Regions from separate parts of the Mus musculus genome. Here regions 1 and 2 are each linked to region 3. The links are chromatin contacts, called in public promoter capture Hi-C maps. All regions are on one chromosome and are shown on one strand. The core of a region is the stretch at or near the end of the contact, and the rest is flanking DNA. Distances in the headings are between cores, read along the strand shown. Region 1 has its middle 22 kb from the start of Fam136a. Region 2 holds the start of Pcyox1 (prenylcysteine oxidase 1). Region 3 holds the start of Alms1 (ALMS1, centrosome and basal body associated).

Region 1 (2,700 bases), core at 20-2,519, 760 kb after region 3:
TGTGTGGATCTCCCTGCACCTCTCTCACATGGTACCTCGCAGCTGTCTGTAAGTCCAATTCTAAGGAATCCAAGGCCTTATTTTAACCTTCTGACCTTTTGACTTTATTCAGCACTGGGTATATGCATGTGGTATAAATACATATATGCAGCCAAAATAGTCATATAAGTAAAATAAATCTTAAAAATAATTTTAAAATGTCTGTTATGTCCACTCATAGCCTGCTTGTCAAACCATCTGCTGCCCACAGAGAATTCCAGCACCATTAAACCCAGTAGCACTCCTAGCCCAGGGCTGGGCATGTGACTCAGTGAGTGGAGCATTTGCCTAGCATGCTCTTCTGTGCCCGGTGCACCATAATCTGGACATAAACTGATGGAGGTGCGTCACTGTAATTCCAGCAGAATTCAAGGTCTTCCTTGACTACACAGTCTCATAATCCACGCCGTGCCTTTGCCCTGTGAAGTTAATGAAGCCTACCTACCATCTGGAACTCCCAACATGAAACACTGAAGAAAATTCTAGACTTGCCCTTGGAGACTTCAAAGTTTCCTTTTACCCAAAGAAGTTCAAAATCTTTCCAATGAGATGCCTCCTGCCCCCTTTCTTTGTTTGAGTACTTGTTGGTTTTTTTGTTTGTTTGTTTGTTTGTTTGTTTTGTTCTGCTTTGTTTGGTTGCGATTTGTGGCCCTGGTTTTGGGTGGTTTTTTTTTTTTTTTTTTTTTTCAAATAAAAAGGAGTTTTATTATATTTAAAAAAATCTTAAGGTCCCTGCTATGGTTTGAAAGTCCTTCCTAGCACTCATGTTGCTAGTTTGAGTTCACCTGCAAAGCCTTGGGTGTGGAAGTGCAGGTGGACATGTATTCCTACATTGTGCATCTGTGCACTGAGAATGTGGGCTATAGAGTCAAGTAGGATGATTATCTGTCCTTGAGGTATACTGTTGCTTTTCTACTGAGTTTGGGGCTTGGCACCACTTTTCTTTTTTTCTTTTCTTTTCTTTTTTTTTTTTTTTTTTTTTAATATTTTTTATTACGTATTTTCCTCAATTACATTTCCAATGCTATCCCAAAAGTCCCCGGTTTTGGGTGTTCTAAACCCACCCATGGACTGCCTGTTGACTAACCCTGCCCTGCTCCTCTTCCCAACAGAACCCCACCCCACCCCCCCAAAGCGGGGTTCGCAAAGAAACACCTAGTCACAGTACCCACCCCACCCCCTCTGTCTCCCCTGCCTCAGCCTCGCCATTGTGTCCAGGCAGCTGCAGAACAATGGATTCTTAGCAGATGATGGAGTCGCCCATCTCCTCAATCCAGCAACCCCAGCTATTCCTGGCATCCGTCTGCGCTCAGCATTTTACAGGCTTCCGTGACATTTGCAAGCTAGCCTCCCACTTCTCTCAGCATTTGGAGAAGGAAAAAGGAAGAACAGAAGACCACTCTTGTCACTTGTGAACTCATCCTTCTCTGAGAAGAGGAAGAAAGATAAATCTCACCCCTGAACTAGGAAGCCTGAGCTGAGATCCCGGGGGAGGGGGTGCGGAAAGGGGATAGAGGGGGGAGGGGCGGAGGCAGGGATGCAGTCCCTGCTGCCTGACCTTTCCAGAAAAAGAAAAAGTAGACAGAAGCCTCCCCGGAGGAAGGTAATTGATTAAAGGAGGAGAGACATCTGAATGGAAAAAGCGCTGCCCACCATCTCCTGAAGCTTGTTATTCCCACGTGCCCTCCAGAATTGAGACATTTTTTTTTTGACAGTCCTCTTGGGTCTGAAGCATCAGACTTCTGGAAGAGCCTGCCCCGCCTTCAGCATGACATAAACTATAACCATCAGATGGGCTTTGCCCACTGTTCATCTGGGAACTGAGAACACAGTTACCCTTTAGCCCGCAGGCAAAATGCTCACCTCATCCCAGAGAACAGCCATGGCTCAAAACGGTGATTGCCCACCTGGCAGGCGAAGGGTACCACAGTGATGTTGCTGGAGCCTCCATGACTGTGCCATCCATGGAAGGGTAATATAACATTATGACAGGCTTCTAGAGACTACGGTCTGGGCTTAAGCCTCTCTCTGCTGGTGCTGGCTGCTGAGCCATTAGTGACTTCTCGGGTTCTTTAAACCCTAGTTTCTTCTTACTAAAAAGAAGAATCCCTCCCCTCCCTTCTGGCGAAAGGGGCTGTAGTGGTTTGAATGGACGAGCCCCCGTGGGCTCGTAGATTTGAATGGTTGGTCACCAGGGAGTGGCACTATTTGAAAGGATTGGGAGGTGTGGCTTTGATAGAGAAAGTGTGCCACTGGAGGTGGGCTTTGAGATTTCAAAAAGCCAAGCCAGGCCCAATGGATCCCAGCATAGAACTCTCAACTATGTCTCCATCAGCATGTCTACCTGTGTAGAGCCATGCTCCCCACCATGATGAAAGTGGGCTAACCCTCTGAAACTGTACACCAATCCTAATTAATTCTTTTATAAGAGTTAGTGTGGTCATGGTGTCTCTTCACAGCAAGAGAACACTGACTAAGACCAGGGTTTTACAGTTCTCATAGCAGGTGTTGAAGCTGGTCCAGTACCACCACCTCCAGGGCTCCTCAAGTCTGCTTCTGCATAGAAGAACCAAGGAAGGTTCTGATTGGCCCTGTTTAGATCACACACTCATCTCCAGCCCACTCCTCACTGTAGGCAAATGAGTGCAGCGTCCTGATTGG
Region 2 (2,700 bases), core at 10-2,509, 810 kb after region 3:
CTTAGTGCTATGAAATCACATACCCAGCTCTTTGACAAATCGCTTCATGTGCAAATTTAGGGGGTGAATGACTGAACCCCCTGCCTCGTAGTCATGACCTTGCACCTTCAAAGTGGCCAAACGGCCCCCGACCTCTTCTCTCTCAAACACGTCAATCTTCACGTCCTTCCCAAATTTCTTCCTTAGATAATAGGCGGAGGAAGTACCACCGATTCCAGCACCGACTATTGCTATACGGAGGGGGGGAAAGGAAAAGAGGAACCGTTTGTTTCCCCTCCTATCAGTGTTGCTTTTGTTTTTGAAAAGCCATTAACCAATAATAGCCATTACTCAAGACTAAAACTAACAGCTTGGGGAAACCTGAGGGAAGGGGTTCTCTTTAAAGACAGACTCCCTGAACCTAGACAGGTGCTATAGATGAAGTTACAAACTGACAGTTGGTCAAAAGATGCCCAAAGGTTCTCCCAGGTCTTTGTGGAGGCACCACCGGACCCAGGGACCCTGCTGTGCCCAATTCCTGGGGAAGTATGAATGGGCCCCTCCAGCACGCATTTTAAATAAAGCAGACGCCATCTTCGCCCAGCTTTGTTCTTTGTCTCTCTATGGCCCCAACACCATTAACGATCCCGAAAGACACAGCTTCAGATGGGAATAGACACCCAGGAATGAAAACCCGAGGCAACCAAAGCCACGAAGAGACCGGGTTCTCCAGCTAGCTGCAGCAGTTGCAGTAAGCAGAGCGCAGGTGCGGGGAGGCGGTCCCAGTCCTTCTCGGGGGAGGGGATCTGGAGGTAGGGGAAGAGAGACTGGTCCCAGTGCAGAGTCTGCGTGCCCCAATCGGCCGGACAAACAGACTTAGCTCCAGGGACAGCTAGAGGCGGGCTCTTGAGGGCGTTCAGCTGCTAGAGCCGAGGGCCTCCCAGGCTGGAGCTGCACGGATACCGAGTCCCTGGCTAGCACACGCCTCCAGTGGCACTCCTCCAGACTCGGAGCGCACGGCCCGGTCTCCGGACCCCGATCTCCACCCAGCCCTGGGAAGACCGACCTAGGCATCGCCGCGCCTCTGTATCCCCCGCACCTACCGATCCTGTTCGGCGGGGCCCGGGGCTCGGCGCTCGCCAGACTGCCCAGACCACATAGCAGCAGCCCCAGCCAGAACAGTGAGCCCACCAATGCAGCGGCGAAGCGCCCCATGGCCTCCCGCAGCTGCAGACTGACCGCGGGTCCGCCAGCAGACCCTGCTCTATGCGTCTGCGCGCTTTCGCCCCGCCCAGACCACGCCCCAGAGCACACGACCACGCCCACTCGTCCCACCCAGGTCCTTTGCTCCCCAGGCTCGCCGATTTTGTGTTATCTAATCCTGGTCCTCTGTGCCCCCGAAGTACACTCTGGTCCCAGAAGCCCACATCCAAGGCGCAGGTTGAGGGCCACCTCAGCTCTCCTTTCCCGCCTCTCCTGAAGATGCATCCTTCTTCACAAGTGCCCTCTACAGTCCCCAAAATCGCGAGCTTGTAGAGAATGCACGTGGCCAATCTCAGTCTAAACCAGGCAAACCGGCCGCAAACATTTCTAAAGTGAGCACTTTGTTCCAGGGACTCAGCTGCGTGATAAGAAAAGGAAGAGAGATGGGGTATTGTGAAGTAAGAGGAGCAAAACACGGGACCCACGTCCATACGAATAAAATTAGAACACCAAAGTGGCCTCTCACATACGGTCTGTTTCCAAGTTGAAGACACTAGAGAAGACACAAAAACAAGAAATGCTGTCTACTTTCCTCCAATTGCCTAAAAACAAAACACTGAGTGTGTATGGGAGAGTGGGGGTGCTGGAGACATGGCTCAGTAGTTAAGAGCACTTCCTGCTATTTATTCCACCGGACCTTCCTCTGGCACACTTGTAAGCATAACAAAATTTTAAGCACTGGAGAAATGACTCAGTGGCTAAGAGTGCTACTGAGTTCTGTTTCTGAGGCTTACAACTGCCTGTGCCAGCAGTGCCAGGGGAACTGTCACCCTCCTCTGACCTTCCAGGGCACCAGAACACACACAAACACATAAATAAAAATAAACATACACACAAGGACAAAGGGATCCTCCCTTCTCTACCTGAGGGATGTGGGTTTATCACCAAAGGCAATTTTAGACATCTTAAGTAAAATTCCTAGGAAGCCATTAGTTTGGCCTGAGCTACTGGGCTGGATGGATGGACAGCATGCCAACTCAATGGGGAATCCCCATCGGAAGCTGCGTGCTACCAGAGGTGAAACTAAATTTTCTGGTTGACCTTCATAGGAAAGGGAGCTGGTGACATGCCTCTGTTAGCAGATCCGAGAACGATGTCCCCTATGCTTCAACCTTCCCAAAGAGCATAACTTCAAAACCAGTCAGCTCTTTGTTTCCAGCTTCTGCCTTCCTCTGCCCTGGGCAGTCTAAAGAGCCAGGCTTCTCCTCCAGATGTAGGAAGAGCTGTGCTATGTTATAGAACAAGGTGTTCTCACTTCTAGTCAGCTGAGACCTGTCAATATCTTGTAGTTTTGGTTTTTCCACAGATCTTTGTTTTTTCAAACAGAATCTCAAGTAACCCTTTCTACCTCTTGTGTGCTGGGATTTCACAAACTTTCACCAGTAAGAAATTCACATAACAAGCCTGACCCCGGAGCCTTTCTCCTGCCATATATTATTTGCCTTCTCTTGGTTTCCA
Region 3 (2,700 bases), core at 47-2,546:
TAAATGCCAGAGGCTGTTCCAGACACTAGGCACAGTGTTGTGGCTTCTTCTGGGGAGACATGGACAAATGTCTCTCTGTGATGGTTTGAATTAGAAATGATTCGTTTCACAGTTGGTTTAAGAGGTACAGCGTTGCTACTGGAAGCCTGTTGGGCAGGATGGAGGGTCATGTGCTTTTACCTGCTAAGCCATGCTGCCTGCCCTCTTTTAAAGACTTTTTTTTTTTTTTTTTTTTTGTGGCAGTCTGTCTATGTCACCCTGGGTGTCTTGAAACTCCCTATGTAGGCCAGGCTGGCTTTGAACTCAGAGATCTACCTGCCTTTTCGTCTCAAGTGCTGAGAATAAAGGCGTGTACTACCTGATCCAGCTACCTTTATACTATTGTGTGTGCACTCAGTAAAGACAATTTAGGGGAGTTAGTTCTTGCCTTCCACTTTTATGTGAGTTCTGGGAATCAAACTCCAGTTTGTGGTGTAGATGCCTTACTGGTGGAGCCATCTCTTCAGCCCTGAGGGTGTGTGTGTGTGGTTTCTTTCTTTTCGTTTTTTAAAAAAAAGATTTATTTATTTTATTATTTATTTATTTATTAATATTTCTGGGTTTTTTTTCAAGACAGGGTTTCTTTGTGTAGCTCTGGCTGTCTTAGAACTCAGAAATTCGCCTGCCTCTGCCTCCCAAGTGCTGGGATTAAAGGCGTGCGCCACCACCTTCTTTTATTTTATGCATGAGTACACTCCCATTGCTCTCTTCAGAGACACCAGAAGAGGGCACCAGACTCCATTACAGATGGTTGTGAGCCACCATGTGGTTGCTGGGAATTGAACTCAGGAATTGAATCCGTGAGCCATCTCTCCAGGCCGGGGTTGGTTTCTTAACCTCGTTTTATAGGCGCTTCTCACACAGTTGCTTGTGGTTTAGTCAGATCCCAACTATCTCTCCTCTCTTCCCTCTCTCTCTCTCTCTCTCTCTCTCTCTCTCTCTCTCTCTCTCTCCCTCTCTCTCTTAACTATTCACTCATCCCATTAGATTCACTACTGCTAGGTAGACTGGCACTAACCTTAAAATTTGTAACTTGCGAACGTGACTATTATTGGTTTATTCTAGGGCAAGAGATAAAAAATCATGGGTGACTTTGTGCAGGACCCCTAGCGTCCCCAAAGCCCGGACTAGGTTTATTGTGAGCATACGGTACTGTGAGCGAGGTCTAGTGACGCTCTTCTGCGGCTTTCCCGCGCTCCCCGCGGGGCGTCCCTAGCAACGCGCGGGCTGGTTCTCAGCTCCGCCCCGCGTGAGGCAGTGAGGGCAGGTGCGCCTGCGCGCAGCCGCAACCGCCAGTCAACTCGCTTCCCCTCCCTTCCTCGCCCCTCCCCCTCTCCTCCTCTTCCAAAGGCGCCTGGAGCGCGAGGCCAACATGGAGCCTGAGGACCTGCCGTGGCCTGACGAGCTGGAGGAGGAGGAGGAAGAAGAGGAGGAGGAGGGCGAGGAAGAGGAGGGGAAGAAAGAGGTGGAGAACGCCTCGGCGGCGGCGACCGAGGAGGCCCTGACCTCTGAGGAGAGTGGGAGACTGGAAGAGTTCGAAGAGGCGGGGCCCGACTTGGATTTTAACTACGAGTCCCAGCGGCAGGAGAGCTCGGACGAAGAGGAGGACGAGCTGGCTAAAGCCTGGCTGCAGGCTCACCCCGACCGTCCTGGCAGTGCTTTCTCTCTGCCCCCTCCCACGCCTCCGCCTCCGCCTCCGCCTCTGTCCCCGCGGCTCCGGTACACCCCAGTGGAGCATCTGGGCAAGACTGAGGTGAGAAGCGGCTCTGTAGCCCGGAGCTGGGCTGTGGGGAGGAGCGGGGCTGAGGCCAAGCGACTGTAGAGATGCTTGAGCTACTGAACTGGGTCCAGGATATCGGGACCTACGCGCTGCGGGTCGCCTTGCTTATGGACTGTACACCTTGCTTGTGGGGCTGGCAGGTTCTTTGTAGTCTTAGGTTCTTCCTGACATTGACAGCTCCGTGTTTCCTGCGCCTCTCAGTGGATCCGTTTTTTTTTTTTTTTCGTTTTGTTTTGTTTGTTTGTTTTTGTTTTTAAAGTAGGGCAGATAAGACAGATGGCGCTGGGAGCCGGTACTCCCAGAGCGAGCAGTTAGAAAGGCTTCTTTGGCAGGAGGTGGGAGCTGGGGAGGGAGTCTAGGGAATAGCTAACTGGTGGAGAGACGTTTAGCATTTAACACCTTAGTTTTATTGAAGTGCAAGAAACATCCCCCCCTCACCCCCCCCCCCCCACTAGGAATTATTGTTGGTTAAGTATTCTGCGTGAGCTTTTGTGTGTCTTCCCGCCCATTGTGTGTCTTTGCACTTGTAGCAATTAATAGGTTCCTAGCCAGTGGCAGGAACTTGGAATGAAAGAAAGCTTGTGAGGCAGCTCTGGTCTGGAAAATTAGAAAGCACCAAGTTAGGACCAAATAGAGGAAGAGCCAAGTTTACAGAGGTCCTACCAAGATCATTTTGAAACTAACCGTGCTATTAATGCTTTTTAACTATCAGGAACTGCGTTGTTGGTCAGTATGGTCACGTGTGGTTCTTTACATACGAATTAGTTTTAAGTAACACTAGAAAGGCTGGTGGTGTATTTAAGTGGTAGAGAGGTCTTGCCTAGTGTGTGCAAGGACTTGAGTTTTCAAGCCCTAGTATTGGGGAAGGGGAATGAATAAAA

The links. Promoter capture Hi-C pulls out the DNA fragments that hold promoters and counts their contacts.
Region 1: a promoter capture Hi-C map of embryonic stem cells shows a contact between it and region 3, with 3 times the contacts expected there. The contact joins the enhancer-like site here to the promoter of Alms1 in region 3. A contact is called at or near these places in 2 of 39 promoter capture datasets (embryonic stem cells and liver) and 2 of 115 datasets of contacts at active chromatin or transcription factors (embryonic stem cells and pancreatic cancer cells).
Region 2: a promoter capture Hi-C map of embryonic stem cells shows a contact between it and region 3, with 4 times the contacts expected there. The contact joins the promoter of Pcyox1 here to the promoter of Alms1 in region 3. A contact is called at or near these places in 7 of 39 promoter capture datasets (the 3T3-L1 cell line, 3T3-L1-derived adipocytes, the HPC-7 cell line and 3 more), 2 of 484 Hi-C or Micro-C datasets (both in embryonic stem cells) and 5 of 115 datasets of contacts at active chromatin or transcription factors (bone marrow-derived macrophages, embryonic stem cells, large pre-B cells and 2 more).

Annotation. Positions count from the first base shown.
Region 1 is chr6:86,342,557-86,345,256 of GRCm38.p6, forward strand. No RefSeq gene overlaps it. Among named protein-coding and RNA genes, the nearest start is that of Fam136a, 22 kb to the right of the region's middle. Within about 2 kb of position 1,270, at least 13 of the 459 cell types and tissues checked have an H3K27ac peak or open chromatin away from gene starts, as enhancers often do. A contact at or near this core is called in embryonic stem cells, where this site is marked.
Region 2 is chr6:86,395,891-86,398,590 of GRCm38.p6, forward strand. Pcyox1 (prenylcysteine oxidase 1) reads right to left here and starts at 1,260. Exons shown (of 6, transcript NM_025823.4): 1 at 1,083-1,260; 2 at 24-230. The coding sequence starts at 1,194.
Region 3 is chr6:85,586,235-85,588,934 of GRCm38.p6, forward strand. It overlaps Alms1 (ALMS1, centrosome and basal body associated), which reads left to right and starts at 1,297. Exons shown (of 23, transcript NM_145223.2): 1 at 1,297-1,792. The coding sequence starts at 1,412.